2 separate regions of the Mus musculus genome follow, and region 1 is linked to region 2. Evidence: chromatin contacts called from public HiChIP or PLAC-seq data. All regions are on one chromosome and are shown on one strand. The core of a region is the stretch at or near the end of the contact, and the rest is flanking DNA. Distances in the headings are between cores, read along the strand shown.

Region 1 (3,827 bases), core at 115-2,614, 340 kb after region 2:
CACACATTTCTCCTTCAAGTCTGTTTCTTTTACATAGTTTTCAAGGCCTGCCACCCAAACTGTGTTACCTACATTGGTTCCTCGACAGCTTGAGGGGGATGCCAGGCTCTCTCTCTCTCTCTCTCTCTCTCTCTCTCTCTCTCTCTCTCTCTCTCTCTCGGTTTTTCGAGACAGGGCTTCTCTGTGTAGCTCTGGCTGTCCTGGAACTTAACTTTGTAGACCAGGCTGGCCTCGAACTCAGAAATCCGCCTGCCTCTGCCTCCCGAGTGCTGGGATTTGATACACGGATGTTCCAGGGTTCAGAGTGGGAAGCTCAGCTTCTCCCCCGAGAAGTAGCATGGTGGGGGCTTCTAGGTTGTCCCTTCTTCCCAGAGATGCCCATAACAGGTGTCCCTGTTCTCAGCAAAAAGCAGCTAGGGTGCCTCTCAGCACCTCTGGTCACAGACCCAGCTACTCAGCAGCAGGGCTCCACGGAGAACTTCCACCATAGGCTCCTTGTTCAGAAACCAGTGTGAGTTCCAAGTCTGGGACAAAGTAGTTTTTGTTTAAAAAATTGAATTAGTATATATTAATTATACATAATGAGTTTAAGAATGGCATAGTCATATATATATATTCCCCTCCTTCATTTCTCTTTCGTGTCCTCTTTGTCCTCTTCTTCCTCCCATTATCTCTTCTCTCTCTCTTCCTCTCATAAATTTCATTAGTGTTGCCCACAGGAGCATGCGGTGAGCAGTTATTTACAGAAACATAGACACCTTACCATTGGCTCTATCACCTAAGAAAATGGGGTAGTATACTTGAAAACAGGTGTGAGGGTCCTAGGTCCAGAGGCAGTGAAGCCCACCCTGCTTGACTGGGTCCCAAGTGCGTGGGAGCCATGCTTAGGCTTTACGAATTCAGGGACAGCAGAGGCCTTCGGGATTACTGATGTATCATTGTCTCATTCTTAACCCGCTTCTGTTTCCTCCATCTGTCTGCCAAGGGACCAGCAAGCAGCCCAGTGCAGCGTTTAGGGAGCCAAGTACTTCGTGTATACTCTTCCCTAGCACAATGCCTACGCCATCTTCTATGTTTCTGTTACTCTCCCATTAAAATGGGAGCAAAGAAAAGGAGTGAACGATGTGGAAGGATGTGGAAGATGAACATGCAATAAGGTGGGCGTCGGGCGGTGGAATCCTGTGCCAGTTCTGGGCTGGAAGCAGGCCAGTGTAGTGTGTGGATTCCTTGTCCTCTAAGACTCTTCTGTTGGGGCCTGATTGAGAGGTTTTTGGTAGCTCTCAGGGATTAGAGCCACCAATTTAGGGGCCCTACAGCAACCAATGCGGTCATTTGTGATGCCCATGCGCCCCCTGGTGCCCCCCGCTGGGTGCTGCGCCTCTTACCCCCACCTCTAGGCTTCCAGAAAGCTCCTGGTGCATTCTCCGGCATTCTCTGGGCGTGAGTCACGCAGGTTTGCAGCCAGCCCCAAAGGGGGTGTACTTGAGCAGAGCGCTATAAATAGGGCGCTTCCCCGGTGCTCACCACCCGCGTCACCAGGAGGAGCGCACTGGAGCCAAGCCGCAGACCGGTGAGACAGCTGCACCTTTCCTACCCCAGCGCCGCTGAAGCCACACCGGCAGGGATGGGAGGGCAAGGGTAGCAGCTAGGTGGAAAGCTGGCGCAGCCGTGGGGAAGTGGGAGGTGACTAGAGCCCCATCACCAGACAGCCGAGCATGGGGTTGGGTAGGGGGTGCACGCTGGCTCAGACACGGGAGTCTCCGTGTTCTTTAATCCGGATCACAATTTCACAGCTGTTCAATAGGCCACATACAAAGATCTTCCTTTTGCAAAAATGGGGAAACTGAGGCTTGAAGCCTGCCGTACGATGCGGGAGGCGCAGGGGTGCGAGTGGCTCAGCGCCGCGACTAGGTGCGGATCTCTGTAGTGGCTGTTGTCTTTTGGGCATGAGTCATTGCATTTGGACCTCCCTTTCAGTTCCTGGGACAGCGCATAATAAATAAGATGTTGTGTATTTAAAGACGTGCTGCAGACATCCAGACCCGTTTTGCTGAGCTGACTGCATTCATCCAGTTCTTTAGAGAAATGCTCCACCAGGCCGAGACGTCTGATCCCACCGGATCACTTTATAGATGGTAATCTGAGGCCTGGAGACCATTAGAGGCTCAGCCTCCAAACGTTATATGAATAAGAAACTGAAGCCCTTTGGCTTTTCCAGAATTTCTGGGCCCAGTTTTAAAAATGGTGCTGGTGCTGTTTTTAAAGGAAGAAGTTAGGAATTCAAGAGTCTATACAAGTTCTCTTAACAGGATCATACAATTTAGTGCCCGACCCTGTGAGAATAGTAAAACAAACTGCAAATGGTAGTCAATCAATGGAATATTAGGCAGCAGCAAATGTGTGACTTTTAAAAATATTTAAAAACAGGACCTATGAAGGGATGGTTTATAAAAATGCATTGGAAAAAAATGGAGAAAATACGCCACAATGGGAGAGGCTATGTTTTCCTACTAGATAAGGAGGTCCTTGGCCCTGGTGGGGCTGATGCACCCAGGGTAGTTGGCAGCCAGGCAGTAGGCCAGCCTCCAAAAGAAGACAGGAAGTAAGTCAGTGTAGAGGGAAGGCAGCGGGCTGAACTGAGCAGCGTTGTCCTTGGAACAACAACACCACAGCGCCGGGAAACTTGGGAGACTAGCAGATTCTGACCCGGAGTCCATATTACCAGCAGACCTAGAGGGAGTCTGTTCTTAGCTTTACTGAATAGAGGATCGCTTCTTTGAGGTCTGTATCAGGTCCATTTTACAGATAAAGAAACCAAGGCCGAGAGATTTAGGACTTTTTATTGTCAAGGAAAGAATATTAAAATGAGGTTTCAGAGGGCTGCATTCTTCCTGGGGGGTGGAGAGTGGGGGTGGGGGTTGGCTACTGGCTTGCAGTGTGTCTTGGGGAGCCTGGCAGGTGTCTGGGCGTTGGCATTCTCTAGAAGGGCCCAGGCTGAAGAGCAAGCAACCCTCCCTTTCTTATTTGGGAACTTGGTGGCTCTCCAGACCCCAGGTCTCCTTTGGCAAGCCCCAAGCTCCCTGCTCCCTGTAGCTCATCTTGATACTGCTTCGCCTCCCATTCAATGGTCTTCCTTGGCTGCCCTGCCCTGCTGCCTCTTCCTGCCTCGGATCAGAAGCCATTTCCAAGGCTGTTAAATGGCTTTTCCCAAAATGGTCATGCTTGAGGCTACTCCCACCTACAGATATTTCTGTGGCTTTGTCTCTGATGTGTCAAGGGGTCTGTCCCTGCCTGGAGCATTTCAGGCCTCAGTGAGCACCTGGGAGGTCTATGAGATCAGGGCCTTCCTAGTGGATCATGAACCAGGCTGGCTGAGCCACCTACCTATCCCTGGGAAAGTCTCTTCTCCCACACCACTCCTCCTCTGCTCTGCGCGCGTAATTAAGCCCTCAGCAGAGGCCTTGCCTATTAATGATCTGCCCAGTGTGTTGATGGGCCTGCCTAGCTGAGAGCAGGTTTTAAGAGTGAGCCATTCCAGGAAGAGAGATCGCTCCCTTTTCCCTGTTCCTGTGGGTATAGGAAGTTGGTGAGCCCAGATAAGCTATTCTGGGCAGCGTTGGAGATGCAAGGGGTGTGTGTGTGTGTGTGTGTGTGTGTGTGTGTGTGTGTGTGTGTGTGTGTGTTTATGCAACCAATCCAGCTTCTGGGAAAGGATCCATTGTGTAATACTGGGGCTTCAGCCTGTGTCCCCTGGCTCAGGGCAGCCGGCCCAGTGGTGGCAGTGGCCCCTTGGCAGAGTATGCTAGTTCAGGCTTAGAGGCAACAGG
Region 2 (3,811 bases), core at 691-3,190:
ATCCCCCAGCACCCACATAAAAAGCTGAGAGTGATAGTGGGTGCCTGAAATCCTGGCCTGAGGCACGCTGCCAACCACTATACCCAAATCTGTGCACTTCGGGTTCAGACTTCGATAGTAATCCTAATCCTGATCGTAATCCTAACAATGGGGAAAGTAATTAAGGAACATATTTAACGTCGACCCCTGACCTCGACATGCATGTGTTTGTGCACAAGTGCGTGTACACACACGCACGCACGCACACACACACACACACACACACACACACACACACACACACACACACACACACACTTCATATCTGCTCCCTAAGGCACTCAGTGAGTTTGCTGAGAGTTCCCTTGGGGCTTCTGTGGTGCTTCTTTGCCCACACTTGACCTATTCTGCTCTCTACATGTCTCCCCTGCTGCAGAGAAAACTGCCAGCTGACTCCAAGGTTCTGGAAGCCTCAGATCTGGTGTACACGGTCAGTGCCCATGAGTACTGGCAGCGGACCATCCTGACTGAGGAAGAAAGTGGTAATTTCTATTTTTTAACCTCAAACACTAACATCTGAAAGAATAGGCTTGGCGCTCTAAGCACCCTGCTCTAGAAATTCTCTTGCCGTAGCAAAGTTTTATTCCCACTTAACTACAGTGTTTATACCTATGAGCATGTATTTTGTGCTGCGTGTCTGTGTGCACATATAATCACTTTTTTCCTCCTTGCATTGTGTGTCTGAGACCAAAATTTTTCTCTCATCCAAATTTTACCAGAGTTAGTAAGAGTAAAAGTCAAGGCATTGGGTTGTCATTTCCTTGGTGTGTGGCTTGTGATTCTTCAGTACCCAGCTATTAGCATCAGGCATCGTTAACAGATGTATATCACATGTGTTTCTGGGAGGCGGAGAAAATAGAAGGCCATGGTTCCTTTCTCTGAATATTTTTGAGTCTAAATGAAGAGCCAATAATCCCCATGTGCAAAGATGAAAGGGAAAACCAGACTGAGAGTGTCTTGGCCCTGAGCACAAAGGAAAGCTGAGAATCTTGAGACCCATGCGTATCTGAGTGCTCTTGGTAACTAGATGAGGGTTTAAGTTGGGTTTTAGCCTAAGACTAACAGGGACTATGGCTGCACAGGTCTTAACAGATGTACATATGGGTGAATGAATGATGCTTAAAGCAGAAGTACAACAAGTTCCCCAACTCAGGGCAACTGTTTCATTGACTTCCTTTATGAATTCTATTGTGACAAATGTTTCGATATTATTTGTGCTGGTTTTGAATTGCAGAGATCCCCAAGTTAAGAGAATATATTAGGAAAAGGATCTTGGACAAGAAGAGGAGGCTGGTGACCAAGTACGTCACAGAAGCCTTTGGCCTATTGCTTCTCACAGACACGTTAAACACGGAGGAAAGCCTGCTGGTAAGGAAGGCCCCCTGGGTTGTCTCATACTCTGCCTGTGAAACTGTTAGTTAGGAAGGCCCCAGTGTTGTCTCACACTCTGCCTGTGCAGGTGTAAAGTTAGAAAGGCCCTAGGTTTGTCTCACTCTGCTTGATCAGAGTGTAAGTTAGGAAGGCTCCTGGGTTGTCTCACACTCTGCCTGTGCAACTGTAAGTTAGGAAGGCCCCAGGGTTGTCTCACACTCTGCCTGAGCAGGATTATGTTAGGAAGGCCCCAGGGTTGTCTCACACTCTGCCTGTGCAGGGTGTAAGTTAGGAAGGCCCCAGGGTCGTCTCACACTCTGCCTGAGCAGGAGTAAGTTAGGAAGGCCCCAGGGTTGTCTCACACTCTGCCTGAGCAGGAGAAAGTTAGGAAGCCCCCAGGGTTGTCTCACACTCTGCCTGAGCAGGGTGTAAGTTAGGAAGGTCCCAGGGTCGTCTCACACTCTGCCTGAGCAGAGTAAGTTGGGAAGGGCCCTGCATTGTCTCACACTCTGCCTGGGCAGGTGTAAGGAAGGGAGGCCCCAGGGTAGTCTCACACTCTGCCTGAGCAGTAGTATGTTAGTAGGTCCCCAGGGTTATCTCATACTCTGCCTGTAAAACTGTAAGTTAGGAAGGCCCCTGGGTTGTCTCTCACTCTGCCTGTGCAGGTGTAAGTTAGGAAGGCCCCAGGGTTGTCTAATACTCTGCCTGATTAGAGTATGATTTAGGAAGGTCTCTGGGTTGTCTCAGACTCTGCCTGTACAACTGTAAGTTTGGAAGGCCCCAGGGTTGTCTCACACTCTGCCTGAGCAGGAGTAAGTTAGGAAGGTCCCAGTGTTGTCTCAAACAAAACATGAGCAGAGTATGAGTTAGAAAGTCCCCTGGGTTGTCTCAGAGTCTGCCTGTGCAACTGTAAGTTAGGAAGACCCCTGGGTTGTCTCTCACTCTGCCTGTGCAGGTGTAAGTTAGGAAGGCCCAGGGTTGTCTAATACTCTGCCTGATTAGAGTATGATTTAGGAAGGTCTCTGGGTTGTCTCAGACTCTGCCTGTGCAACTGAAAGTTTGGAAGGCCCCAGGGTTGTCTCACACTCTGCCTGAGCAGGAGTAAGTTAGGAAGGCCCCAGGGTTGTCTCACACTCTGCCTGATCAGGAGTAAGATAGGAAGGCCCCAGGGTTGTCTCACACTTTGCCTGAGCAGGAGTAAGGTAGGAAGGCCCCTGGGTTGTCTCTCACTCTGCCTGTGCAGGTGTAAGTTAGGAAGGCCCAGGGTTGTCTAATACTCTGCCTGATTAGAGTATGATTTAGGAAGGTCTCTGGGTTGTCTCAGACTCTGCCTGTGCAACTGAAAGTTTGGAAGGCCCCAGGGTTGTCTCACACTCTGCCTGAGCAGGAGTAAGGTAGGAAGGCCCCTGGGTTGTCTCTCACTCTGCCTGTGCAGGTGTAAGTTAGGAAGGCCCAGGGTTGTCTAATACTCTGCCTGATTAGAGTATGATTTAGGAAGGTCTCTGGGTTGTCTCAGAATCTGCCTGTACAACTGTAAGTTAGGAAGGCCCAGGGTTGTCTCACACTCTGCCTGAGCAGGAGTAAGTTAGGAAGGTCCCAGTGTTGTCTCAAACGAAACATGAGCAGAGTGTAAGTTAGAAAGTCCCCTGGGTTGTCTCAGAGTCTGCCTGTGCAACTGTAAGTTAGGAAGACCCCTGGGTTGTCTCTCACTCTGCCTGTGCAGGTGTAAGTTAGGAAGGCCCAGGGTTGTCTAATACTCTGCCTGATTAGAGTATAAGTTAGGAAGGCCCCTGGGTTGTCTCACACTATGCCTGTGCAGGAGTAAGTTAGGAAGCCCCCAGGGGTGTCTAATACTCTGCCTGATTAGAGTATTATTTAGGAAGGCCCCTGGGTTGTCTCACACTATGCCTGTGCAGGTGTAAGTTTGGAAGCCCCCAGGGTTATCTAATACTCTGCCTGGGCAGAGTATAAGTTAGGAAGGCCCCTGGGTTGTCTCACAGTCTTCCTGTGCAACTGTAATTTAGGAAGGCCCCAGGGTTGTCTCACACTCTGCATATGCAGGTGTAAGTTAGGAATGCCTCAGGGTTGTCTCACACTCTGCCTGAGCAGGAGTAAGTTAATAAGGCCTCAGGGTTTTCTCACACTCTGCCTGACCAGAGTGTAAGTAGGAAGTCCCTGGGTTGTCTCACAGTCTGCCTGTGCAACTGTAAGTTATGAAGGCCCCAAGGTTGTCTCACACTCTGCCTGAGCAAGTGTAATTTTGGAAGGTCCCTGGGTTGTCTCACACTCTGCCTGAGATGGAGTAAGTTAGGAAGATCCCAGGGGTGTCTCATACTCTGCCTGTCCAGTTGGAAGGAAGGAAGGCCCCAGGTTTGTCTCAAACTCTGCCTGAGAAGCGTGT

The links. HiChIP or PLAC-seq counts read pairs in DNA pulled down with a chosen protein or histone mark.
Region 1: a contact with region 2 is called in an H3K27ac HiChIP or PLAC-seq map of embryonic stem cells, with 3 times the contacts expected there. The contact joins the promoter of Clu here to the enhancer-like site in region 2. A contact is called at or near these places in 10 of 39 promoter capture datasets (the 3T3-L1 cell line, HPC-7-derived erythroid cells, cranial neural crest and 5 more), 1 of 15 datasets of contacts at CTCF or cohesin (embryonic stem cells), 4 of 115 datasets of contacts at active chromatin or transcription factors (embryonic stem cells and pancreatic cancer cells) and 2 of 9 other capture datasets (adipose tissue and embryonic stem cells).

The regions. Positions count from the first base shown.
Region 1 is chr14:65,967,119-65,970,945 of GRCm38.p6, forward strand. It overlaps Clu (clusterin), which reads left to right and starts at 1,365. Exons shown (of 9, transcript NM_013492.3): 1 at 1,365-1,570.
Region 2 is chr14:65,622,746-65,626,556 of GRCm38.p6, forward strand. It overlaps Nuggc (nuclear GTPase, germinal center associated), which reads left to right. Exons shown (of 19, transcript NM_001195674.2): 11 at 416-521; 12 at 1,274-1,407. Among named protein-coding and RNA genes, the nearest start is that of Gm30245, 5.3 kb to the left of the region's middle. Within about 2 kb of position 1,941, at least 48 of the 459 cell types and tissues checked have an H3K27ac peak or open chromatin away from gene starts, as enhancers often do. A contact at or near this core is called in embryonic stem cells and pre-B cells, where this site is marked.